Regions from separate parts of the Zea mays genome. Here all the other regions are linked to region 1. The links are chromatin contacts, called in public Hi-C maps. All regions are on one chromosome and are shown on one strand. The core of a region is the stretch at or near the end of the contact, and the rest is flanking DNA. Distances in the headings are between cores, read along the strand shown. Region 1 has its middle 80 kb from the start of LOC100281666. Region 2 holds the start of LOC100284286 (succinyl-CoA ligase beta-chain). Region 3 holds the start of LOC100279946 (putative casein kinase family protein).

The links. Hi-C and Micro-C count contacts between places; a contact is called where the count stands out from the background.
Region 2: a contact with region 1 is called in a Hi-C map of endosperm, with 7 times the contacts expected there. The contact joins the promoter of LOC100284286 here to the enhancer-like site in region 1. A contact is called at or near these places in 2 of 25 Hi-C or Micro-C datasets (endosperm and tassel).
Region 3: a Hi-C map of tassel shows a contact between it and region 1, with 2.2 times the contacts expected there. The contact joins the promoter of LOC100279946 here to the enhancer-like site in region 1. A contact is called at or near these places in 5 of 25 Hi-C or Micro-C datasets (ear, endosperm, leaf and 1 more).

What each region holds. Positions count from the first base shown.
Region 1 is chr4:147,123,661-147,127,600 of Zm-B73-REFERENCE-NAM-5.0, reverse strand. No RefSeq gene overlaps it. Among protein-coding and RNA genes, the nearest start is that of LOC100281666, 80 kb to the right of the region's middle. Within about 2 kb of position 2,065, at least 17 of the 20 cell types and tissues checked have an H3K27ac peak or open chromatin away from gene starts, as enhancers often do. A contact at or near this core is called in ear, endosperm, leaf and 1 more, where this site is marked.
Region 2 is chr4:146,921,771-146,925,710 of Zm-B73-REFERENCE-NAM-5.0, reverse strand. It overlaps LOC100284286 (succinyl-CoA ligase beta-chain), which reads right to left and starts at 1,804. Exons shown (of 12, transcript NM_001157181.1): 1 at 1,548-1,804; 2 at 1,355-1,465; 3 at 282-393. The coding sequence starts at 1,649.
Region 3 is chr4:147,309,409-147,313,348 of Zm-B73-REFERENCE-NAM-5.0, reverse strand. LOC100279946 (putative casein kinase family protein) reads right to left here and starts at 2,286. Exons shown (of 14, transcript NM_001152896.1): 1 at 1,882-2,286; 2 at 1,713-1,753; 3 at 954-1,023; 4 at 726-874; 5 at 504-599. The coding sequence starts at 1,957. It also overlaps the pseudogene LOC109945829.

The DNA of each region.
Region 1 (3,940 bases), core at 816-3,315:
GACTGAATAAGACTAAGGCACTGAATTAAGCATTATTACAAACTCTGACTATGTCGATCTATGGCTCCAAATCTATTTGGGTCCTGCAATCAGGGGTGCCATACTCAAAGCGACCACGGGGCGACGAGCGGTAAGGGTGTTGAATCCCGACACGAGCGGGAGAACCACCATCCTGATAGTGGCGCGCTGCGCGCTCAGCATGCAATTCCGCGACCTCCGCTCGAACCTTGCCCAACTCGTCAAGGGTGTGGTCCAGCTCAGTGTTGAGCACAACGACTAGGTTGACCATGTTGTTCAGCCTAGGATTGCCCTCACCAACGGGCGAGACATCACACCTCGAGCACTGTCGGTTGAACGGCGAGGGTAGTACATCAGGTCGAGGCTGTCAGCTACCCTGCTGAACAACAAGCAGTACTGCGAAAGCGCACGCCGTGTAGCATTTTGCATGGCTGCCTCGGCAATATCCCTCTTAGTGATAGAATAGTGCTCTGAGAAGGCCTCTGCACTCCGAAGATCATCGTCTGTGTAAGACCTAAAATTTGGTAGAAAAAATAATAAAATGAATAAATAATAATATTTATGATAGTGTTTCTAGAAGTTTTTTTTGGGAAATTATTAGGACCTTCACTCTTCATAATCAATTAAGAGTACTAAATTAGTTAAGTGACCAATAAATAGATAAAGCAAGATTGATATCTTGTTGATTTTGTGGTGAGGCATTTTATGGAAAACATAAACTTGACCTCCAATGTTAAATAAAAAACATGAAATAGAAAATGAGAAAGGAAATGTTTACGAAACCGTTCATCCCTCCCATAAATAAATAACAAGGGAAGAAGAATAAAATTTGTAAACAGTAGAATTTATATTTCCATTAGAACATTTGGAAACCTAAAAATTTAAACAGGAGCTTAAAATTTAAGTTTGAATACACGAGTTTGGAATTTGAAAAGAGAATAAAAAGGAAGAAAAGAAAAAGATAAAACCCATAACCGCTCTGGGCCAATCTCCTACCGGCCCACTTCATCCACGTCGCATAGGCCAACTACTCACTCGCTCCCGCTCACTGACATGTTGGGCCCGCACCGTCAGCCACGTCCTTCCCCGTCGCGCGCCAGCTTTGCTTCACTAAACGCTGCCTGCTGGGGCCAACTGCGCAGGAGCATCACCTACCTCTCCTCAACGGACTCACGGATGTCTCGGGTTGTTGCGACAACGCGCGCCGGCCACCCCCTGTGCTGGGCTCCGTCCTGGTGTATTTAACTGAGCCTCCCCCGTGCTCCCTGGTGGGTGGGCCCGGTTGCACAGGACTACCTTCTCCGCGTGGTTCGGCAGGCCGTTGTAATGGACCGCCGAAGACCTCCACCCCCACCTCGGCGAGTTCTTGGCCGGAGGATAAATACTGAGGCCATCGCCCCTATTCCTCCAAATCTGCAACCTCGCCAGCTATCAGAACGCCATTGCCTGGGGGATTGGAGCTTGTACAGAATCCGCTGTGAGTTGTTTTCCCGTTTACGCTAGTGCCAGAACTTCAATTGTGGTCGGGGGCTTCGTCGGGACATATAGATTGCGTGCGTGGTGCCGTTGTGGTCTAAAATCGACTGGAATCGTCGAGATTTCTCGCCGGTGTTGGCAGACAACGCCGACCCACCAGGCGTCGTGGCCAGCCTCCCCGAGGTCTCCCCCGCTGGTGAGAAACCCTTTTAGCCTTTTGATTTTACCTCTGCGTCGTGTAGAGACGGTAGAAATGGGGACTGGGGGCGGGATCACATGGACCTTATGCGCTAGTAATGGCGCCACCGCGGTGGCTGTGCCTGCGCCGGTCGGCCTATGCTCGGGAGGATGAAGAAAGGGTTGGAGCGTCGATCTGGAAACGGACGACTGTGGTGGGATGTTGAGGAGAGCTCACCATAGCCGTTGATTGGGCTAGGAACGACTGTGATTTGACAAGTGGGTACCCGTTTGGGGTATTAAATTTGCGACGTGAATCGACTATCGGACGGTGTGGAACATAGATGGGTTCGTGACCGTCGACCCGTAATCCTGTGGCCCACGTTTGCGTACTGGTTCGCGCGTGGATGAATCTAATATGCGCCATCGATATTGCATCCAACGGTGCAGATCCACCCATACCCCTTCGGTCGTTGTCTTTTGCTAAAGGGCCCCTGTCATTGTAGGTAATAAACCTGCGGTCCATGCAAGTTCAAAGACCTTAATAGATCAGTCCTGGAATTTACAGAGCGCATCCCGAGCTTTTAGAGATTAGTACCCGCAGTCCATAAATCTCAGAAATTTCTAAAAAGGGTATAGAAAATACTTTTAACATATAAATAATTCCTTAAAAACTTGGGAAATTTGTATCTCCTTTGTTTTAACTCCGATTTGATCCATTCCAGTTGCGTTAGCTTCATAAAAATATTTTCTACGCCGTAGCAACATCATATGTACCATACTCTATATATTTATAATTAGATAAATGTTCAATCTATACTCAGTAGATTAACTCTAATAATCTAGGTTAATCTCTCTATAATTATGATCTGATTAAAAGGAAATCCCTAATCAAGTTATAATTTAGATTAAAGTTGAGTTAGTTATTTATAGCATATTTGCTCATATGTTGTATAATAAAAAATTTATGATATTGGATAAATACTTAATCACATAAACCATATCCTTATAACCATAACCCCGATTTTAGTGCTTCTCGAACCCACGATCTCGTTACAACGTGTAGATTATTATTATGCAGTTTGTTCTTATGTTTGGTATGATGTTAATTTTACCTATACCATGTTTGTTTGTATTGCTACGATTAGTAGTGAGGTCCTGAGAATATAAAGATCATCCTGGTACCTGGGAATCTTGAGTCTCAGGCAAGTTGTCCCCTTGATCACTCCTTATTACCTAATAATGTTCGCTATTAATCGTTGTGACATGCTCAGGTTAATTTGATGGGACCTAATAGGTTTCCCTAGCATTGTTTATTCCCCACCTTGCAAACAGATGAATTATTGGGTAGATTTGCTATTGCTCTACCTGGTTTTGGGACTAATGTTTCATTATGACCATGTTCCAATTATGTTGTTGTTTAATTATTGTTCACGATAAGATCATATTGTTAATTGGAACATGGAGAACCACTCGGGAAAACAATGCTACCACAAGGGTGGTATGGGACGCCCTTGGCTGACTAATTAGCAAAGCTAGTGGATGACTACCTTACCCGAAAGGGACAAGGCCGTAGGGGAGTGGTCAGTGTAGGGAGGTCCTTGGGTTGATTTTGCTGCGATGGTTGTCAGGCGAGGGATCCCTGCATCAGAGCTTCCTAGAAAATGTAGTGGGTTTTCTGAAGCTAGTGGAACTTTGTAAAGGCCTCGTAGTGTTACCCTGCCTCACCTCCTTGGTAGAGGTGTATGAGATTCATGACCCCTTGGAAGATGGGTAACATGACTTGTGGGTAAAGATGCACAACCTCTACAGAGTGTAAAACTGGTATATCAGTCGTGCTCACGGTCATGAGCGGCTCAGACCCTCACATGAGTAATTTATGGAACTAAACTTAATTTGTCATATGCATTGCATTGTGGGTGTTGTAATCAATTTTGATCTACTACTTATTTGGGTTGGTATCTACTTATACTTAGTAATTGCTAATAAAATTTTGACCAACTTTAAAAGCAATGCTCAGCTTTAACCATCCTCTTTGGTAAGCCTTACACTTAACATGAGCTCCCACCTTTGGTGAGTTCATGCACATTATTCCTCACAACTTGTTGAGCGATGAACGTATGTGAGCTCACCCATGCTGTCTCGCACCCCCACAGGTCAAGAACAAGTACCACAAGATGAGGCGCATGGAGGATGTTGTGATGAGTTCGTGAGATGTCTAGGTCGTTGTCTCCCTGTCAACTTTGGGTTGCTGGATCGTTGTCTCCAT
Region 2 (3,940 bases), core at 555-3,054, 200 kb after region 1:
AAAATTAATGTATGAGAACAGAAATTAAGTATGTGCTTGTCCTTCCAGTTCATAGAAAGTAAAATTGGCCTTCTATGTTTTTTTATTTTTTGGCTTTAATCATAAACAAGGGAATGCAAATTGCAATGACAAATAAGTTTCATTATTGCAAATAGCAACAGTTGACGGGAAAGAAATCTAAGAAAATCTAGGAAGAACTGCTATAGTTTTTTTTTCCTTCATCAAATCACAGCATGCCAGCAATACATATTGAATTCAAGTAATTGCTATAGTACACTTACGTGCAATGCTTTCAGCTTCCTCAGCCTTAACAATATGGACACCTCCTTGCAGCCCACTTTTGAAAGTTCCCAGCCCTCGGCCACCAGCAAGGATTTGACTTTTAACAACTATCTGTAATGAGAACACCTTGACTATGAAACTGTGACTAAATTGCAATGAGCAAACTATATGTCTAATCTTAACTTAGATTACAAGCATACATGCTGCTTAGCTATATACGGAACCTTTTTCATAAGCATGCACAAATAAAAGGTCAGAAATATTGCACCCAGCATTTTCATAAAAAGCATGCATACATCATAAAGGTCAGAAATATTGCACATAGCATGGAGAAGAGTCGGTATGATAATGTTAGATATGACATGGAAGGTTGCATATAACTCCATTTGCAGCTAAGATAAATGTGACTGTTTATGCCAAATATAAAATACTGTTTATACCCACCAACTCAATAACCCATTGACCACTTAAAATACACCTAATTCCAGCACCCGTAAAAAAGAAAAATCAATCATAAATTGACCACCATACAACCACAACTCAGCATAAATTCTAAGTAAACTACATTCTTCTGGGTCTAGAATCACCGTGACTGTCACACCCAAGCCATGGACCAAGGTTATTAAAACTGTAAAACGTTGGAACGCTCATGGGTGAAATTTTGACTTTTAAACGTTTAAACTTTGTTTAAACGTAGTTTTAAACAACACAGGAAAAATACCAATACATCATAATTTCAGACAATAATATGAAGTTAAATACCAAAATAGAGAGGTTAGTGGCTTACCAAAACTTCACCCATGAGCTGGATTGAACCTCAAAAGTAACTAATAGACTGGGCCCAAAAGTAGCTAACGGTCTAAAATGCATAAAACACTGCGTTTTACAGTTTAGAACGCCAAAACGCTAAAACGTGGTTTCAACCTCTAATTAGAGTTTTGACGTTTAAACATCGTTTAAACGTAGTTTTAATAACACTGCCATGGACGACTGCATTTTGGATCACGAGGTGATAAGATGAACATAATGAGGGGTCGAATAACAGAAGATGAAGAAGTTGTGGCGTCATCACCTCTTTCTCACTGGGGAACATGTTCTTCAAGGCGTCATTGACCTCCTGTACGGACCCCGCCGCCGCACCCCTGGGTACGTTGATACCGTACTTCCCCATCAACTCCGCACCCTGCAGACCCAAACAATCCATCAGCCCCTGCCTCCAAACAGCACCAATAAATCAAAGTGAGAGATCTGGAAGCGCTGGACACCTGGTACTCGTGGATGTTGAGGCGGCGAAGCTGCTGGTGCTGCCATCTCCCGGCGACGGAGAGGGCGCGCGACGCAAGCTTGCCTAGCGATCCGCGAACCATGGCTGTGGTGACCTAGGCGGGGATGCTCCTCCGATCCGGTAACCCTACAAGCTTGGAAGACGCCTCTTTGCGATTTGTTATGTTGTTTCCCTTCCTTTTCACTCGATTTTCTCTCTCGTTTCCTTTCTTGCGGAAGGGACGAAGGGGGGCCGTGCGGGTGCGGCGGCGGGGTGCGGACCGGGCCCGGGGTAGACCAGACCAGTACACGTTGAACGGAGAATGGTTTCACTCAGAATGAAGTCATTCTCGATGGATACTAGCGGGTTACCCTACCTTGCGACGGCTCACAATAATAACCACATAAAGTATCCATCAAAAAGATCTCAAAGTTTTTTATTAATTGTCAAAGTTTTTTATTGATTGTCTCTTCTCTCCACATAATTTTTTTATTTGACTAAGCGAGTCGACATCGTGGTAAAGGAAAGGTCATGTAAACAGACAATGTCGAGCTATCGAATGGGTACCATAGGCAGCAAATCAGGGACCTCATCCCTCGCCTCCCCCACTTTCAAGGTTTTGTAGATTGGAAGAGGCAATCATACTTGTTCGTTGCCGGAGAAGGACACGACGAAGACATGGACATCTGGAGGCGATATAGGTAGTATACCACTAGATACATACACGAAGAGAGCACGCAAGCGGAGAATGAAGTTCATCCAGAGTAGCTGCAAACCGAGAGACACCTCACCAGACGTTAGTCCGAAAAGTGTCGGGGACCATAATTAGGGGTACCCCCAAGACTCCTAATCTCAGTTGGTAACACCCATCAGCACAAAGCTGCAAAGGCCTGATGGGCGCGATTAAGATCAAGGCTCAGTCCACTCAAGGGACACGTTCTCGCCTCGGCCGAGCCCAGCCTCGGGCAAAGGCAGCCGACCCCGGAGGATTCACGTCTCGCCCGAGGGCCCCCTCAAGCGACGGACACACCTTCGGCTCGCCCGAGGCCCAGTCTTCGCGGAGAAGCAACCTTGGCCAGATCGCCACGCCAACCGACCGTATCGCAGGAGCATTTAATGCAAGGATCACCTGACACCTTATCCTGACGCGCGCTATTCAGTCGACAGAGCCGAAGTGACCGTAGTCACTTCGCCGCTCCACTGACCGACCTGACAGGAATACAGCGCCGCCTGTCCTACTCCGACTGCCGTGCCACTCGCCAGAGTGAGGTCGACAGCGGCTAAGTCCAGCCTCGGGCACCATAGGAAGCTCCGCCTCGCCCGACTCCAGGGCTCGGGCTCAACCTCGACGCTGGACGACGGACTCCGCCTCGCCCGACCCCAGGGCTCGGACACAGCCTCGGCCTCGGAAGACGGTCTCCGCCTCGCCCGACCCAGGGCTCGGACTCAACCTCGACCTCGGAAGACAGACTCTGCCTCGCCCGACCCCAGGGCTCGGACTCGACCTCGACCTCGGAGGAGCCTCCGCCTCGCCCGACCTAGGGCTCGGACCGACCACGTCACAGGGGGGACCATCATTACCCTACCCCTAGCTAGCTCAGGCTACGGGGAACAAGACCGGCGTCCCATCTGGCTCGCCCCGGTAAACAAATAATGATGGCGCCCCGCGTGCTCCATGACGACGGTGGCTCTCAGCCCCTTATGGAAGCAAGGAGACGTCAGCAAGGATTCGACAGCCCCGACAGTTGTCCTTCCACAGGGCCCAAGCGCTCCTCCGACGGCCACGACATCACATGAACAGGGTGCCAAAACCTCTCCGACTGCCACGACGGCATGTACTTAGGGATCTAGCTCCTCTCTGCTAGACACGTTAGCACATTGCTACACCCCCCATTGTACACCTGGACCCTCTCCTTACGCCTATAAAAGGAAGGTCCAGGGCTCTCGTACGAGAGGGTTGGCCGCGCGGGAGAACGGGCTGACGCATAAGGCTCTCGCTCTCTCTCTCTCTCCCACGCGAACGCTTGTAACCCCCTACTGCAAGCGCATCCATCCGCCCTGGGCGCAGGACAACACGAAGGCCGCGGTTTCCCCTTACTGTTCTCCCCCCTTTGTGTCCCATCTCGCGCCGACCCATCTGGGCTGGGACACGCAGCGACAATTTACTCGTCGGTCCAGGGACCCCCCGGGGTCGAAACACCGACAGTTGGCGCGCTAGGTAGGGGCCTGCTGCGTGTTGACGAACAGCTTCCCGTCAAGCTCCAGATGGGTAGTCTCCAGCAACCTTTCCAACCCGAGACGATGCTCCGTTTCGGGAGTCTTGAGTTCATGTCCCTCGACGGCAGCTACGACATGATACTCCTTCCTTTGCCGCGCGACAGCGACAATGGCGGC
Region 3 (3,940 bases), core at 1,037-3,536, 190 kb before region 1:
AGTGGCTTACCAAAACTTCACCCATGAGCTGGATTGAACCCCAAAAGTAACTAATAGACCGGGCCCAAAAATAGCTAATGGTCTAAAATGCATAAAACACAGCGTTTTACAGTTTAGAACGCCAAAACGCTAAAATGTGATTTCAACCTCTAATTAGAGTTTTGACGTTTGAACGTAGTTTAAACATCGTTTAAACGTAGTTTTAATAACACTGGTTATAAATAGCATTATGTGGTATTTAGCGATCTGTCTGTCTCCTCAGACAGCTAACCACCAGTACGTGGGAGAAAATAGCTTAGACCCTTCTCAAACAGCTATACCCATTGATAGCTTGAGCTATAGCGGGAGATATAAAAGTTGAAACCCTGCCCGTGACAGCAGCCATGCAGAGAACAGTCTATGGCCATTGTGCTAGAATTTTAGGCTGACTTGCGAGCTATATTGGAAAGCTCAAACCAGCCACAACAAATATTTTCAGTAAAATGATCATGAGTAGCACCAACCTGATTTGCTTTACGACCTAAGCCCACAAGGAAATTGTCTGGCTTGATATCACGATGAAGGAACCCCCTCGTGTGCATGTACTCTACCCTAGTTATCTGTATGAAAACAACATGAAGACATTAACTTGGCAAGGAAATCAGGCCATCAATTTTACAGGTATGTCACCATACAGGTAACAAAAGCTAAAAAACGAAATGATATATCCCGCAAGAGAAACTAACCATCTGATCAGCTAGCATAAGTACTGTTTTAAGGGAAAACTTTCTGTTGCACTGGTTGAATACGTCTTCCAGACTTGGACCAAGAAGATCAATGACCATGACATTGTACTCCCCATCCACCCCAAACCATTTCAAATGAGGAATTCCAGCTGAAGTTTGGAAAACAAACAAACTAAATCAGTGAAAGCATATGAAACAAGCGACCTATGTCCCTGTATTAGTACTTACTTCCCCCTTGGAGAAGCATGTATAGTTTCGACTCATAATGAAGCTGAGGATGCCTTGATTTTACAGATTCCTGGTAAACATGAGATGGACAACAGTCAGGTAGCATGTCTTGAGGTTGAAAGGGGTACTACCAAGAGTAAGACTGAAATATCATACTGTCTCAAAAGGTAACAGTATCTCAAAAGGTAACAGTATATGTTCAGGCTAGAAAGCCATTACAAATAGAAAAATATAACCTAACATTCTCAGCACTTTTTTTTTGCTTCAGTCAATCCATGATCATGACATATATACAGGATAGAATGTAAAACTTTAAATTCTCTTATCATAGACCACAAGATATCAACATTCTGCAAGTGCTTTCTTCATATGCTCTGAAAATATGCCTTGTTACTTTCTTTAAAAAAAAAGGAACTGTTATACAGCCACACTAATGAAAGGTAACAGAACCATGATTGGAATTAGAACTGGATCCACAGGTCAATTCGCATGGACAACCAAGAAAAGGTTTTAAAATCTTGTTATTACTCATGTAAAAATATAGCTCGGGACCATGCCAGTCTTTTTTAAAGCAATTACATGCAGAACATCATCCATTTTCTGTCATCCCATAATCTACACACAAATTCTTCACGAAACCGTTGCTAGAATGGTAGACCATGATATGTTTGCATATGGAACAAACTCATGCCGAATGCCAGGCATATAACTCCACGACAGAGAAAAATGGTGCACGAACAGTATCAGATTATCTCATACCAACTTGATAGCCACCTCCTCGCCGCTCTGTATGTTGACGCCTGCAGCCAAAAACAAACATCAGCGCATCAGCAACAAATGCGGAACGACGAGCAAAACAAAACAGCGGCGCGTAGGAATCCGCAGAGACGCGTGAGAGATTCAATCAAGAACCCGGCGAGACGCTAACCGAGATAGAGCTCGCCGAAAGATCCGCTCCCGATCTTCTTCCCAAGCTTAAACTTCCCTCCGAACACGTGCTCCATTCCCGCGACCCCGCCAACAACCGCCCCGTAGATCGTCGCCCTCCGATGGAGAACGCTTACATTGCCAGTCCGCAGAAGATTCGAGCCGGAACGACCGGGAACAAGGGTTTCCCCGGATCTCTCAACACAAGGTAGATTCCGCGCTGCGAACCGCCACGTGCAACGGAGCAGTCAAGGCCGACCGGCGGACGGGCGGCGGCGGTGAGGCGGATCGAATTGGCGAGAGAACTCGGAGGTTTCGGGGCCTGGGGCGAGGGATTCGCGTCTCTGATTTCCGGGAGGATTTTAATTTTGGGTGGGTGAGATGGGGGGCGCTCGTAGAGAAAGTGTGGCCGGGTGGGACGCGGAATTCGTGGGAAACGGACGGGGGCTGGAGTGCTGGACAACGGATACCAGCGATAGGGGAGGCACGGCGATTCGTTCCCGTTTCGTTGTGCCTGCGGTACTGATCCGTGTCTGCTTCTGTGTTGCCTCTTGCCCCCTGGTCCTTTGTTGCGTCTGGTTTTCGTGCTTTCGCATGGTTCTTTCCTTACGCAGATACCCGTCTTTCCTCTTTCCTATATTCTTTGGTTATCACTAGAAACGTGCCCGTGCGATGCCACGGAATACAAATTGCGACCCTCCATGATACAGAGATTTGTTTGTTTAGGTTAAAAAATATTTAATCCCTTCAAAAAAAATTTACTCCACCGATTGTACTTCATTTTTCCTTGCATCGATGGTACAGAGATTTCTCTGCTGGTATTTCTTCCTCGCGGGGGTAACGCTGCAGTCCTTGCCCATGCGCTTGACTTGGGACTAAACTGGGAGGTCAAGAAATTCCAGGAACTGTCCTACCAATTACCAGTACGAAAAAATCACAGCAGCCACCCACTACCAATTCACCGTATGATCGGATAAATACACAGCAACCACCACCAATTCACGTACTACAGTGGGGGTAAATACACAGCAGCCACAACCAATTCACCGTATGGTTGGGGTGGAAAGATCGTGATGATTCCTGTTTCGGATTTCCTCACCGTTTTTTGTTGGGGTTTGCTACGTCCTACGACGGCGAAACAACCCACAAGTTTTAATTTGGCGACGTCGTACGGACCGTCGGTGGCTAGCATCCTGGATCCTGGTTCATCTGTCGTCTCCAGGGATTCGGCATGGAGGACGGCGTGTTCTGCGGCGTGTTCGACGGGCACGGCCGCTGCGGTCAGCTGGTCAGCAAGCTGGCGAGGGACCACCTCCCCTTCATGATCCTGAGCCAGCGGAACGCGCTGCTCCTGGGCTCCGACGACGACGGCGATGGCGACGGGGACGACCCGGCCTTCAACGACGCGTCGCCCACGGCGCCGTCGTCCACGGACGGCAGCCGCAGCAGGTGGTCGTCGCCGTCGTTGGCGCCGGCGCCGGCACAGATGCTGGAGGTGTGGCGGGAGGCCTACGCCAACGTGTTTGAGACCATGGACAGGGAGCTCGGGTCCAGGCCAGGGTGGACTGCAACTTCAGTGGCACCACGGCCGTGTGCGCCATCAAGCAGGGGGAGGACCTCGTCGTCGCCAACCTCGGTGACTCCAGGGCCGTGCTGGCGACCGTGTCGGAGACGGGCTACCTGAAGGTCGTGCAGCTCACCACCGACCAGAAGCCCAACGTGCCTCGTGAGTCCTCCTGATCCATCGCTGGATTGAACATGCGGGGGTGGATCCCTGTTGGACGACGGGCGCTAGGCACGAGCGAGGATCCCGCATGGTTGTTGGGCGGAGGCGGCTACATGCATGACGGGGATGGAGGCGGGGGCGGGAGCGAGGCTTGCGGGGGCGCGAGGATGGATGGAAGATGAGGCATGCGGGGGCGGATCCGTCGCTAGGCGCGAGCGAGGATGGCATCGCAATCGGACGGTGGGGATGGAGGCAGGGGCATGGTTGTGCCTAGTCTACACTATCGTCTTAAGGATTAGTAGAGATATAGGTAAACTTTGTTGTCCGATCCCAG